3 separate regions of the Mus musculus genome follow, and all the other regions are linked to region 1. Evidence: chromatin contacts called from public Hi-C and HiChIP or PLAC-seq data. All regions are on one chromosome and are shown on one strand. Each heading gives the region's core, a stretch centred on a gene start, on an enhancer-like site or on the middle of the called end of the contact. The rest is flanking DNA. Distances are from core to core; before and after follow the strand shown.

The links. Hi-C and Micro-C count contacts between places; a contact is called where the count stands out from the background. HiChIP or PLAC-seq counts read pairs in DNA pulled down with a chosen protein or histone mark.
Region 2: a contact with region 1 is called in a Hi-C map of the Ba/F3 cell line, with 3 times the contacts expected there. The contact joins two enhancer-like sites. A contact is called at or near these places in 13 of 484 Hi-C or Micro-C datasets (3T3-L1-derived adipocytes, the Ba/F3 cell line, DN3 thymocytes and 7 more), 5 of 115 datasets of contacts at active chromatin or transcription factors (the HPC-7 cell line, T-cell acute lymphoblastic leukemia, effector CD8 T cells and 2 more) and 2 of 9 other capture datasets (adipose tissue and embryonic stem cells).
Region 3: an H3K27ac HiChIP or PLAC-seq map of regulatory T cells shows a contact between it and region 1, with 11 times the contacts expected there. The contact joins two enhancer-like sites. A contact is called at or near these places in 2 of 15 datasets of contacts at CTCF or cohesin (CD8 T cells and large pre-B cells), 2 of 484 Hi-C or Micro-C datasets (bone marrow-derived macrophages and uterus), 21 of 115 datasets of contacts at active chromatin or transcription factors (CD8 T cells, DN3 thymocytes, the HPC-7 cell line and 15 more) and 3 of 9 other capture datasets (adipose tissue, embryonic stem cells and pancreatic islet).

Annotation. Positions count from the first base shown.
Region 1 is chr17:84,417,694-84,421,373 of GRCm38.p6, forward strand. The region is part of intron 21 of Thada (thyroid adenoma associated); the gene reads right to left. Among named protein-coding and RNA genes, the nearest start is that of Gm24722, 28 kb to the left of the region's middle. Within about 2 kb of position 2,413, at least 130 of the 459 cell types and tissues checked have an H3K27ac peak or open chromatin away from gene starts, as enhancers often do. A contact at or near this core is called in the Ba/F3 cell line, CD8 T cells, DN3 thymocytes and 9 more, where this site is marked.
Region 2 is chr17:84,099,315-84,102,915 of GRCm38.p6, forward strand. No RefSeq gene overlaps it. Among named protein-coding and RNA genes, the nearest start is that of Gm35551, 18 kb to the left of the region's middle. Within about 2 kb of position 1,462, at least 85 of the 459 cell types and tissues checked have an H3K27ac peak or open chromatin away from gene starts, as enhancers often do. A contact at or near this core is called in the Ba/F3 cell line, the G1E-ER4 cell line and the HPC-7 cell line, where this site is marked.
Region 3 is chr17:83,989,009-83,992,583 of GRCm38.p6, forward strand. No RefSeq gene overlaps it. Among named protein-coding and RNA genes, the nearest start is that of 8430430B14Rik, 7.8 kb to the right of the region's middle. Within about 2 kb of position 1,858, at least 209 of the 459 cell types and tissues checked have an H3K27ac peak or open chromatin away from gene starts, as enhancers often do. A contact at or near this core is called in CD8 T cells, DN3 thymocytes, the HPC-7 cell line and 7 more, where this site is marked.

The sequences.
Region 1 (3,680 bases), core at 1,163-3,662:
TACTCAGTGTGTATCTGCTATAAAGAGTGATACACACAGAATCAGAGACCAACAAAGCAGTACTTGATGAATTTTTAAAAACTATTTCAGAATAATATGCTATGTCCTTCAGCTTAAGCTTTTTTTTGTCAAGTATTTCTATCATTACAAAAATAATAGGTTATTATGAAGGCATTTCAGAGCAGAGAAAATAAGGACAAAAAAAATAGCCTTTTCCCTAAAATGGAGTACTGATATTGTGGCATACTTTAATAAAAACGAACGCTGTTCACAGAGGGTTTCCGTGAGGGCCTGCAGAAGCCCACTATCTTCTCCTTCAGCAGACATCGCTTTCCCACTGCTTCTTTATGCTAACTCCCTTCAAATGGCATAAATAAACAGCACATCATACAACTAAAGCAGTCCCACGTTTGCCTGGTGGGTGGTCTTCTCCAGCAGACCACAACCCTAGCAAAACACAAGCACCTGCTGACACCCTCTCAGTAGATAACCAGAACAAGGTGACACATAGCATCAGAAAGCAGGTAACAGTGGTAAGAAATGGTCAGAAACCAAATGTATTCATTGGTGTATATGTATGTGTATGGGGTGCCAATGGAGGTCAGAGGACAGACTGTGGGAGTCCACTCTCTCCTTCCACTACATGGGTCCCAGGGATTAACCCTGGCAGAAAGCACTGAACCCAAAACTTCTCAATTTCGTTTTTAAAATGAAAAGGTCATCTGAAAATATAAGCATTTCATTAGAAACTGAGTTTCTAAGGGTCAAAAAGTGTTATTTTCCAGTTTTTTTAAAAAAACAAACAAACAAACAAACTTTAACATAAAAAATAAATTCTCCCCGGGTGGTGGTGGCACACACCTTTAATCCCAGCACTTGGGAGGCAGAGGCAGGTGGATTTCTGAGTTCAGGCCCAGCCTGGTCTACAAAGTGAGTTTCAGGACAGATAGGGCTATACAGAGAAACCCTATCTCGAGGAAAAAAACAAAAATTCTCCCCGGATATTTTATTATTATATTTAATTGAGCCAGGGTCTCATTTACAGTTCAGGCTGGCTTGAAACTCACTACATAGCTGAAGCTGGCCTTGACTCTCTGATGATCCTCCTGCCTCAGCCTCCAAGTACTAGGATTACAGGCACAAGCCAGCATACACAGCTCTCAGGGACCCTGAAGGAAACCAAAGCTAAAGTGAAATAAAAAGAAGATACTGATTTCTAATCTTAAAATTAAACATGACACTGCCCTTTAAATTTAACATATTCTACTTCTGACTTTTTATAAAACCCTAAAGCAAATTAGCAATGTTTTACAGATTTACAGGTCACAAGTCCACAGGGGAGAACAGCTACTTGCTATGTCTCCAGGCATCTATAGCTTACCATCAGATAAACTAGCAGTCTATAAATGTCTAATTTTGGTTTGACAGTATACTATAAAATAGTAAGCCTTAATTTAAATTCCGAGTTTAAAACAGAACCATTTCTTATAATGTTGGGACTGTCTCCAGCTGGAAGACTCTAATTCCATTTTGTTTACATGAGACGCTCCACAGGACTTAAAGCCTAATAAAATGACTATGTTTAAAAGCAATCCTGCTCCATTATAATCATTTCTTACTAACAATGAGAATTTCTTCAAAATCTAAGCTTTGTTCCTCTATATCATTATAAAGGCTTTCTGGTGTGCAGACACCGTCTTACCAGAAGGTCTATTTTCCTTGTTCTAGCAAATGCTCAGCACAGACCGTCTGACTGTTACCCTTCAGGCCTGGGTTCTCCAAGTGAGGCACTGCTTCGCTGCATAACTCAGCTCTGGGTGATCAGAAAACCACATCTGAGTCTTCTCTGTGTTCCCACAACACCCATGCAGTAAAACAGTCAGTAAACAGGCGACTAAATGATGTGGTCTCTCCTGAAGTTTAAAAGTTAACACTTCTACTCATCAGAGCTCAATATACTCATAATTTCTAAAATCTAATATAAACAAAATAAAACAGGCAATTCCTTTGTGACTTATGAATACTAATGAGTGAATTCCGTTTGTAATCAATCACAAAAAAATTAAATAATGACACAACAGAGGAAATGCACCCAGCCAATCAAGGACCCCGATCACCCACGCATCACCAGAATCTGAAGCAGAAGGTTCTACCAGCTGGCAATACTTCCTCACAGGGTTTCTGTGGGAACAACTACTACAGAGTGTGACGCAAGCAAGTGTGAAGAAAACGTACCCAAAAGCCTGTTTTTAGAAACACTAGGTGGAATCTACAGAGAAATTGATATTCAACACAGAAGTTATTTTAAAACCTCAGTAGGCATTTAAAGATCAGTATCAGCATCACACTGGAAAGAGGGCCAACAAAATATCCAGCAGGTCTGTCAGCAGAGCAGCAAGCTCGAAACCTAGACACACACCAGTGAGTCAGGAAACACTGAGATAAGCTTGTGTGCACTGCTCACTCTTGAAGGGTCTCAGCTTACAGCCCTCAAAGCAGCTTTATCTCTGCCACCAGCGCAGGACACTATAAAAGAACCTTTCATTGTGTGATTACAGAGCAGGACAGTCAGACCTGCCACCAGGGGAACAATTTCCTCTTGAAGAAGCTGGGAGAGCACACTGCCTCACAAGAAATGCTCTATAGGAAGGATCAGGTAGTCAAAACTCCAGTAGAAAGTTATCTTTCATGCCTTGAGAGAGCTGGTGTGGGGAAGGGGAAGGGGAAATCACCTTAAAGAAAACCTAAGTGAGTCACTCAGAACAAAGGGAGCACTGTGCCACGCGAACCCATGAGGGGAAGGACAGAGGCAGAAATTAGCTTTGGGATCTTTGTCAGCCCAGGTAATGAATCCATTTCCTCATACTGAAGGGAGCTGGGGAGTATCACAGCAAAGCGCCTTCAATGAACCAAGCATTAAAAACTCAGAATTGAAAATAAGCACCAGCTCTCCTCTCCATATAGCAACAAAGTCCCCAACTTGTCCTCCTGCCTCCTGTCAGCCGTGGTTATAATCATCCTCCTGTGTGCGCTCCTTGAGTAGTCAGCCTTAACCAAGGTCAGAAAGCAGGGTGATCTGAGAACAAAAGCAGGACCCCCAGAACGTAAGAGGGAGGTGAGAAGGAGACTCAGGCTGACTGCTGCTGTTTTAGCTTTACAGAGAGAAGTCGGCTAGGTTCACACTCACCTATCTAAGTGGTGACCTCTCAGGTTGGTGGGTTTTGTCAGCATGTACAGCAAAGGTAGCTTTGCTAAGTGACTATGTTCTTGGCACCAAGAATGTGCAGATTTACCTTAGGTACAGCCAGTCACCCTGATACAAACTAATTCTTGAAAGTATTAAATATATGCAATCACTTTTTATTTATAAAAGCAGAATTTAGAACCTGCTGTGGTTCGAGTACTTGGAAGGCCAGCCTGGGCTCAATAACAAGGCAGTGTCTCAAAAGTCAATATGACGAAGAGCTAGACGAGCTGTCAAGAGCACTTGCTGCTCTGGTAAGAGGACCCAGGGGTCAGTCCCCAGGATCTACATGGTGGCTCCCAACCATCTGGAATTCCAGTTCCAGGGGATTTGGTGCCCTCTTCTGGCCTCCACAGACACAGCGCACACTTCTGATGCATAGTTCTATGCAAGCAAACACCCAGAAAATAATCAAATCTGAAATATTTAAATAAAA
Region 2 (3,601 bases), core at 212-2,711, 320 kb before region 1:
TGAAGGCGGAAGGATCAAAAATTAAGGGTAAGCCTTAGCTCCATAGCAAGTGAGAGGGCCAGCCTGAGCTACAAGAGAACTTTACTCAAAAAAGTAAAAGAAAACAACAAACAAAAAGGGGAAGCTAGCGGAGACCACGTAGATTTTACAGCCTACACATCAATATTACATGTCGACACTACATGTCAGTATCCCATGTCAATACTACATGTCAGAACTACATGTCAATACACGTCAGCACTACACATCAGTACTACATGAGTATCACACACTCAGGCCAGAGCTAATGGGGTTCTTCTTTAGCCAAGGCTAGTTAGTGAACACACTCAGGCCCACGTACAGAGGCCCACAGTCTGAATCTTGCCTTGTGTGCTTCAATGGGTCCGTTACTCTCAAGCACACACTTCTTAGCCCTGAATATTTCAAGTTGATTACTAGTATTTCCTCAACGAGATGAGTAAGATAGGGGGCTTGCTTGCTTGCTAAGCCTTCACCGAGCTGTGCTCACAGCCTGGGAGAAACACTGACCCACCAGTGAACCCTAAGTAGCCTCTAACCCCATGAGGAAAGGAACTGCATTGTCTCCCTCTGGCACTTAGCAGAGTCGCTGACGCACAGCTGGCACGGAGTCCTGAGTTGGGTTGAGGTGAACAGCTGTCCTCCCTCACCAGGGCACACTGAGCGGGCTGTTTGACCTTGGATGGTCCATGGCAGAGTGAGCGAGCACCCAGAAGCCCTTCTTTGCGCCCATCCTCAGAGCAGGCTTCTTGCTACGGCTTGGAGAAAGGTCCCAGGCTGGTTTGTGTCTGGTATTACATGTCTCATGTTGGGATGGGGTCCTCTCCTGGTCCTGGGCATGGGAACTCTCCTGGAAGAGCAGCTCCACTCAAGCGCATGACGTTTCTGGTGGGGGCAAGGCCTTCTATAAGAGTGGTCTTGGTTAAAATCATCGTTGCTCCATCCCTACCCAGCACTCCCAGTCTCCAGTGCTAGAGCAGCGAATGTCAGCCATCAATGAACCACCCCAGTTTGGGTATTTTATTAAGGTGACCGGAGAGGACTAAGGAGCAGAGGAGTCTGGCCACACTTTGGAGGAGACACCCAAAGCGTCTCCCTTCTTAGCCTCTGTGCTATCCGTCTGTCCCCTAAGAGTCAGTCACCACCTGGGCCTCGAGGGCAGTGGGGCATGTGTCCAGCACAGTCAACCTCTGCTTCCAGCATAAAAAGGCATTCCGGTGAGAGCTCCTTCCCCCTTCCTTTTCTTCCTCCCCGCTCTTCACTCTGCCCCTCCTCTTGCTCCAAGAGCGTCCCAAGTGACATGTGGACCCAGATCAAGCCTTTGTCCTCGGGCCCCTGCTGAAGCCTTTCTGGATGGCTGCCTGCCTTCCTCCTCAGCTCCTCCAGCCAGCCGCCTACCTCACCCTCCTCACCCCCACCCCTGCCATTCCTGTTTGTGAACAGCTTTCTAAATACAGCCAAACTTCCCCTTTCTGTCCATAGGGCCCACAGAGTAGCTGCGGCAGGACAGTGCCTCCGCAAAGGTTCTTTTCACGAAGTCTGGCTGAGACCCACACCCTCTGGCTCTCGCCACAGTTTCCCCCACGCAGGCTCTGGAAGAAACCGTGCCCTCCAAAAGCAGTCCCAACCCTCTGCCCATCTCGTCTAGAGAAGGACAGAATCTACAGACCAAGGATCCAGGATGCCTGGGTTGGAGAGGAAAGAAGACCAACAGTTGAGCTGGCTTCGGCCTGCCCCTGCCCCTGCCCCTGCCCCCGCCCCCGCCCCTGCCCCTGCCCCTCCTGCCCCTGCCCCTGCCCCTGCCCCTGCCCCTGCCCCTGCCCCTGCCTCCTTGTCCCTGCCCCTGCTGCAGTGCTGTGAAGCCCTAGGTTAGCTGTTCCTTCTAAAACTCTCTTGTTTCCGGAATGAAGGGCTAGCTTAGTAGATTTTCCTGGCCCCTTCTCTTTCTTGTCCATCTCTCCCCAAGGTACTCTCATCCAGTGCCTGGAGAAACTGTTTGGCCAGGGACATGTCAGTACCAGAGGGTAGTCACCATTCCAGACTCCTGCGCCATACCTAGTGTTCTTTCTGTGGCACTCTCCCCTCGGGAAGGCAGTTCTCTCCATCTTGGCCACAGAGTAGGGTCACCTGGGGAGATGTTACAGTACCCCCAGCCTGTCCTCAGGCACACTTCATATCAAAGAAGTCAGTCTGTCTGGGAAGTGTCAAGGCTACCTTGGCTGATCAGGTCAGGGGTGAAGGCCTTGCAGAAAGGCTCCCAGAGGCTAAGACAGTGCTGCAAGCCAGAGTTGACACTACCGCCTTCTCTGCTGAGCGAGGGTTCAGCTATGGAAAGAGCCCTAGTGTGAAGTGCATGTCTGTTGTGAGTGGTGAGGTAGGCCTGGGCCATACATATATTTGCCACCTAGTCATGGAGGCCCAGAAGCCCCCACTCTAAAAATGTGGTACAAGGCCAGCCTTCAGACTGTGGTCAGCAGAGGGATCTCTTAGAGATTGAGAAAGGTTAAATAGAGAAGGGAAACCCAACTGGGGCAGAGGCTGTGGGAGAGATCAGGGCAAGAGGAAGGAGACTGTCCTCCCTCACTGTCTCCCTCCCATCAATCACTCCTGGGGGGGGGGGGACCACTCAGCTAGCAGGCCACAGGGCACAGGATATAACACCCCGTCAGGATGCAGGACATGTTCCACCTCCAAGCCTTGCAGGTATTGAAGCATAATCATTTGGCCATCCCTAGGCCAAAGGGAATGTTAGATCAGATTCCAGAGACATCACGGGACATCACATCAGGGGACCCAGATGCTTCGGTGGTTAACTGTCTCTGATGGAGACCTTTCTCCCACGTCTCATCTGCCCTCTGTCAAAACATCCTGGCAGGGAAGGAAGGCCAAGGACTCTGCTGCTAGCCAGCTCTGCAGCTGTCCCCTCACCTATCCAGTAAGTAGACAGACATGACAAAGGAAGACTACAGGCACCACGCCCCTGGAACATATCACTCATCTCAACTCTACAAGGGTTGCCCTTGGCAAACCTAAAGAAGATTAAACCTCCATAGAAAACATATGGGAAGGATAGCTCGGACCCGCGCAGAGCATCTAATTAACATGCTTGCACGAGGCACTGCAGGAAGGAGGGAGGTAGAGGCAGAGAGAGAACTGAGCAGCAGGTGTGTGCAAACAGTTATCAGAACTGAAGGGATGTATGTAACTTGGAGGCTATGGAGGAAGCTCACCCGAGCAGCCACCATCAGAAAGTGAGCGCAGGGAAAGATGGGGACTCCAGGAATGCTGCTACTCAGTCAGGGGGCTTTGATCTTCCTCTCCTCAGAGGACATTTGACAATATCAGACATTTCTGGTGGTCTCACACAGTAAGAGAGACCAGCAGGGCTGTTGAATGTGTTACACTGCACAGGAAAGCCCCAAACTAGCTGGCTTTGAAATGTCAGCTGTGCAAAGGGAAAAGACTATAGCCTAGATAAAGGAATAAACAAACAGATACTGCACCACGTCAGACCATTAAAAATTAAAGGGGTGGGGTGGCAAGATGGCTCGGCAGGTAAAGGAGCTTGCTGCTAAACCTGATG
Region 3 (3,575 bases), core at 608-3,107, 430 kb before region 1:
AGAGACCCAAGTCTGAACCTTTCACAGATGGAGGAATCAGTCCCCAAACAAGAGCTTTCCTGGAGGGGAAGAGGGCGATTGACTCTCGACAGAGCAATTGTTCTACAGGGATGCACATTCATCAAAATCCGTCAAGCTGTGCACTTAGAAGCTCTGTGCTTTGTATGCAAATGATTCTCCCAACAAAGCTGGGTTTAGTGAAGAGCTGGGTTGCAAAAGGCAGGATACAGAGGCTCTGGGAAATTGAACGGAGGCACTTGAGAGTAGGCCCAAGCAGTCACAGAGAACCCAAGCTGGGGTCAGAAAGACAAGCTCTTCCATAACTGTGGCCCCCTTCCCATAGGAAGAGGCTGTCTTGCAACGTCATGGTTCAGTGCTGTGTTCAGGGCACACACATACTGGTGCTGAGATCCACATCAGGCTCTCAGGTCTGACTACCCTGGTGGAAGTGGGGTAGAGCTGGGGCAAGCTCTCCTGGTGGCACGCTTCCTTAGCTCTTTCACATAGAGTGGGCAGAGCAGTTAAAGGGTTGAGGAGACAGCAGATGTCTCACGGTGGGGTGCAAGGTGTAGAGATGCTTTTATTTGAGTCCCTGCTGAGTTCCCCTCCACAGGAAGCTGCTTTGGATATCCTAAGTGTGAAGGATGGAGAAGGCATTAGAGGAAATTGGGGTTCCCTAAAGAAGGGCAGAGGTTTTTTTTTTTTTATAGACAGAAACAGTATCAAGGAGTTAGAGAGGTGCCACTCAGTTGGTAGAATGCTTGTCTAATAAGCATGAAGTCCCTGGGTTCTACTCCCAATGCTGCAGAAACTGCAGCCCAGGAAGTCTAGTGCTTGGAGGGTGGAGGCAGGAGGAGCAGAAGTTGAAAGACAGCCTGGGATCCACAAGATTCCCATCAGCGGTTGGAGGGCTAAAAATACAAAACAGAAAACCAAAAAATAACATTAAGTTGAAACCGTCTTAAACATGGCAGATCTCCACTAGCAGAAGGAGTCTGAAGGTATTGCTTTTGGGGCTGCCTTGGTCCTGTTCACACAGATCTTCAGTCCGCTGCGTAGATTGGATTTATTTTTACCTGTGGGTCCCTCCTCCACCAAAGAGTGTAAATTGCTTATCACTCCTGACTCTTGCCCAGGGACCAATACAAACATCCTGGTGCTTAATAATTGCTGGCAGATGAAGGACTCAGCCACAACTCTAGCAAATACCAAGAGCGGGTGTGGCTAGGACGGGGGCTTTGGTCCCCACCATCTTCCTAACACAGCCACACCCTTCTTGGCTTGTATCCCTAAGGAGCTATCTAGGTTCCCAAATCCTAATGATCCCTCTGTCTGTAGAGTTACACATTTTTGCCAGTGAAAAATCTGAAGTCCAGAGAATTTAAGCGATTGTCCCAAGGACACACTTGAGGAATTGACAGAGTCAGGCTAAGAACTTCCTGGCTGCTCCACTGCCCAGGCGATTTGAGCTACACTCTCTGTTCCCCACCCCACCCTATGCAGTGCCAGAGCTCCGTTGGGTGGGGCTGGCCAAAGGGAGACTTGAGGCTTGGCTTGGGCCAGGCACTCATGGAAATTGGACCGTTTTCCTGGGGCGGAAATGAGAAACAGATGTGACTCCAGGAGCTGGGGTGCAGACTCATGCTGTGTTGGGGGCTCAGGTTACAGAAGGGACATGTGACTGTGGTTATAGAAACTGCCTGAAACCCCAAAGCTGGGGTCCAGCCTGGGCCTGGGAAGCGAAGCTCCCTCCCCTGACTCTCCACTTTCTGGTATCTGTGAGAGCCTGATACAGCCAGTAGAACAGGAAGCTGGGGGAGTGGAGGAGGGGGGACACAACCCCAACTGCTGTGGCTGCTCACCCCACTCTGTATGTACTCAAATCTGCTTCTCAACTCAGAGCTGAGCCCCTGTACCCCACATGTCCCCTCAGGAGATTGCTCAGAAAGGCCAAAGCTGCCCCACAGAGGATACCAACAGTCTAGGCCTGGTTGGAGAGCCTTAGAGCACCTCTAAACATGTTTGCAACCTCACCCGATACTTCCTGTGTCACCAACCTGCCCCAAGTCTTTGGAGAAAAGGGGTGACCCCTGCTCACAGCACTTGATTCTTCTGGGAAAGCATCAGGTGCTGGGAAGGCTTCCAGAAGCTTCACCCGAGTGAGGGTGGTGGTGACCCGAGTGTGGGGGATGGGATGAAGCCAGATTCCAGAGCGAGTGAGGCTCCCAGGTAGGCAGAGAGCCCTGAGTGGTTTAGTAGGATACCGTTTGTGAACATCTAAGCTGATCTGTGGAGGTCCCCAGACCTCACGTTTGGTCCGAAAAGTACCTCATTCGATGGTGTACTCATATATTCATTTAATAGGTGTGTTTGCACACCCTTCTGACACTAGCATAAGCCCTGCAGAGCCAGAGGTGACAGGGCATGGATTCCTTCTCCAGGACTTCCTTGCTGGTTCATTCACTATAGAGGAGAGTATGGACTTCATGCCAGCACCCCTCTGGACTATGGACGCTGTCAGTGGTCAAAACACAGCCACAGTGAAATGGGTGTCTGCATGGGGACATGGCCTATAAAAAACAAACCTAGACAGGCGCAGCGACTCTGACGCAGAGGCCCACTGTAATCCTAGCACGAAGGAGGCAGATAGGAGGATTAATGAAAATTCATACCCGGTCTTCAGACCGGCCAGGGCCACGTAGTGAGAGTCTATGTAAAAACAACACACCAGGTCGAACATGGTTGTGTACACCTGTAGTGCCTGTAATACCAGCACTCAGGAAGCTGAGGCAGGAGGCTTACAGTGAGTTTGAGGTTACTCAGGTCAACCTGGATGAGAACATGAAATTCAGTGTCGGGGAAAAATAGGAAAGAAAAATTAAATAGTCTGTTTGGAAGGAGGCAAGTGCTGCGGAAAGAGAGATTAAACCAGGTGCGTGGGGATTGGGATTGGTCACTCTCAGAATTGCTGTGATAGAAGCAACTGATGGGGTGGAGGAGGGGGATTGTTAGCCTTGGCTCTCAGGTCAGAGGGAACTGTCCCTCACGGCAGAGTGAACATGGCGGAGTCAACCCAGCAAGGCAGGATCTTGCGTTGGCTTTTCCAGTTATGACCACTAGGAAGCAGAGAGCCGGAGCCAGAGACAACTGTTACTTTCAAGGTCCCAATTGTCCCACTCCTGACAGGTACACAGGGTTCCACGGTGTCCCAAACAACTTGAACGGCTAGGGTCCAAGAATTCAAACACACAAGCCTGCGGGAGACAGTTTACATTCACAATATAACAGAGGGTTAAGGAGGTAGTGTCTCGATGCCGTGGTCCCCAAGCCAAGACAGGAGGGACGCTGTGGCAAAGCATTGGAGCTGGAGGGAGAGTTGAAATGAGGTATCTAGGGGGTGTGCAAAGGCCTCAAGGCAGGAGCAGCAACGAGGAGACTTCGAGGGAGGGGGACTGGGGAGGGGCCTTTAGCTGTTAGAGTGGAAGATTCCAAAGAGTTTTTTTTAATTTGTAAGTTGTTTTTTTTTTTTAATGATGTGTTTGTGTATGCATGCCACACGTGTGTGGGTACCCATG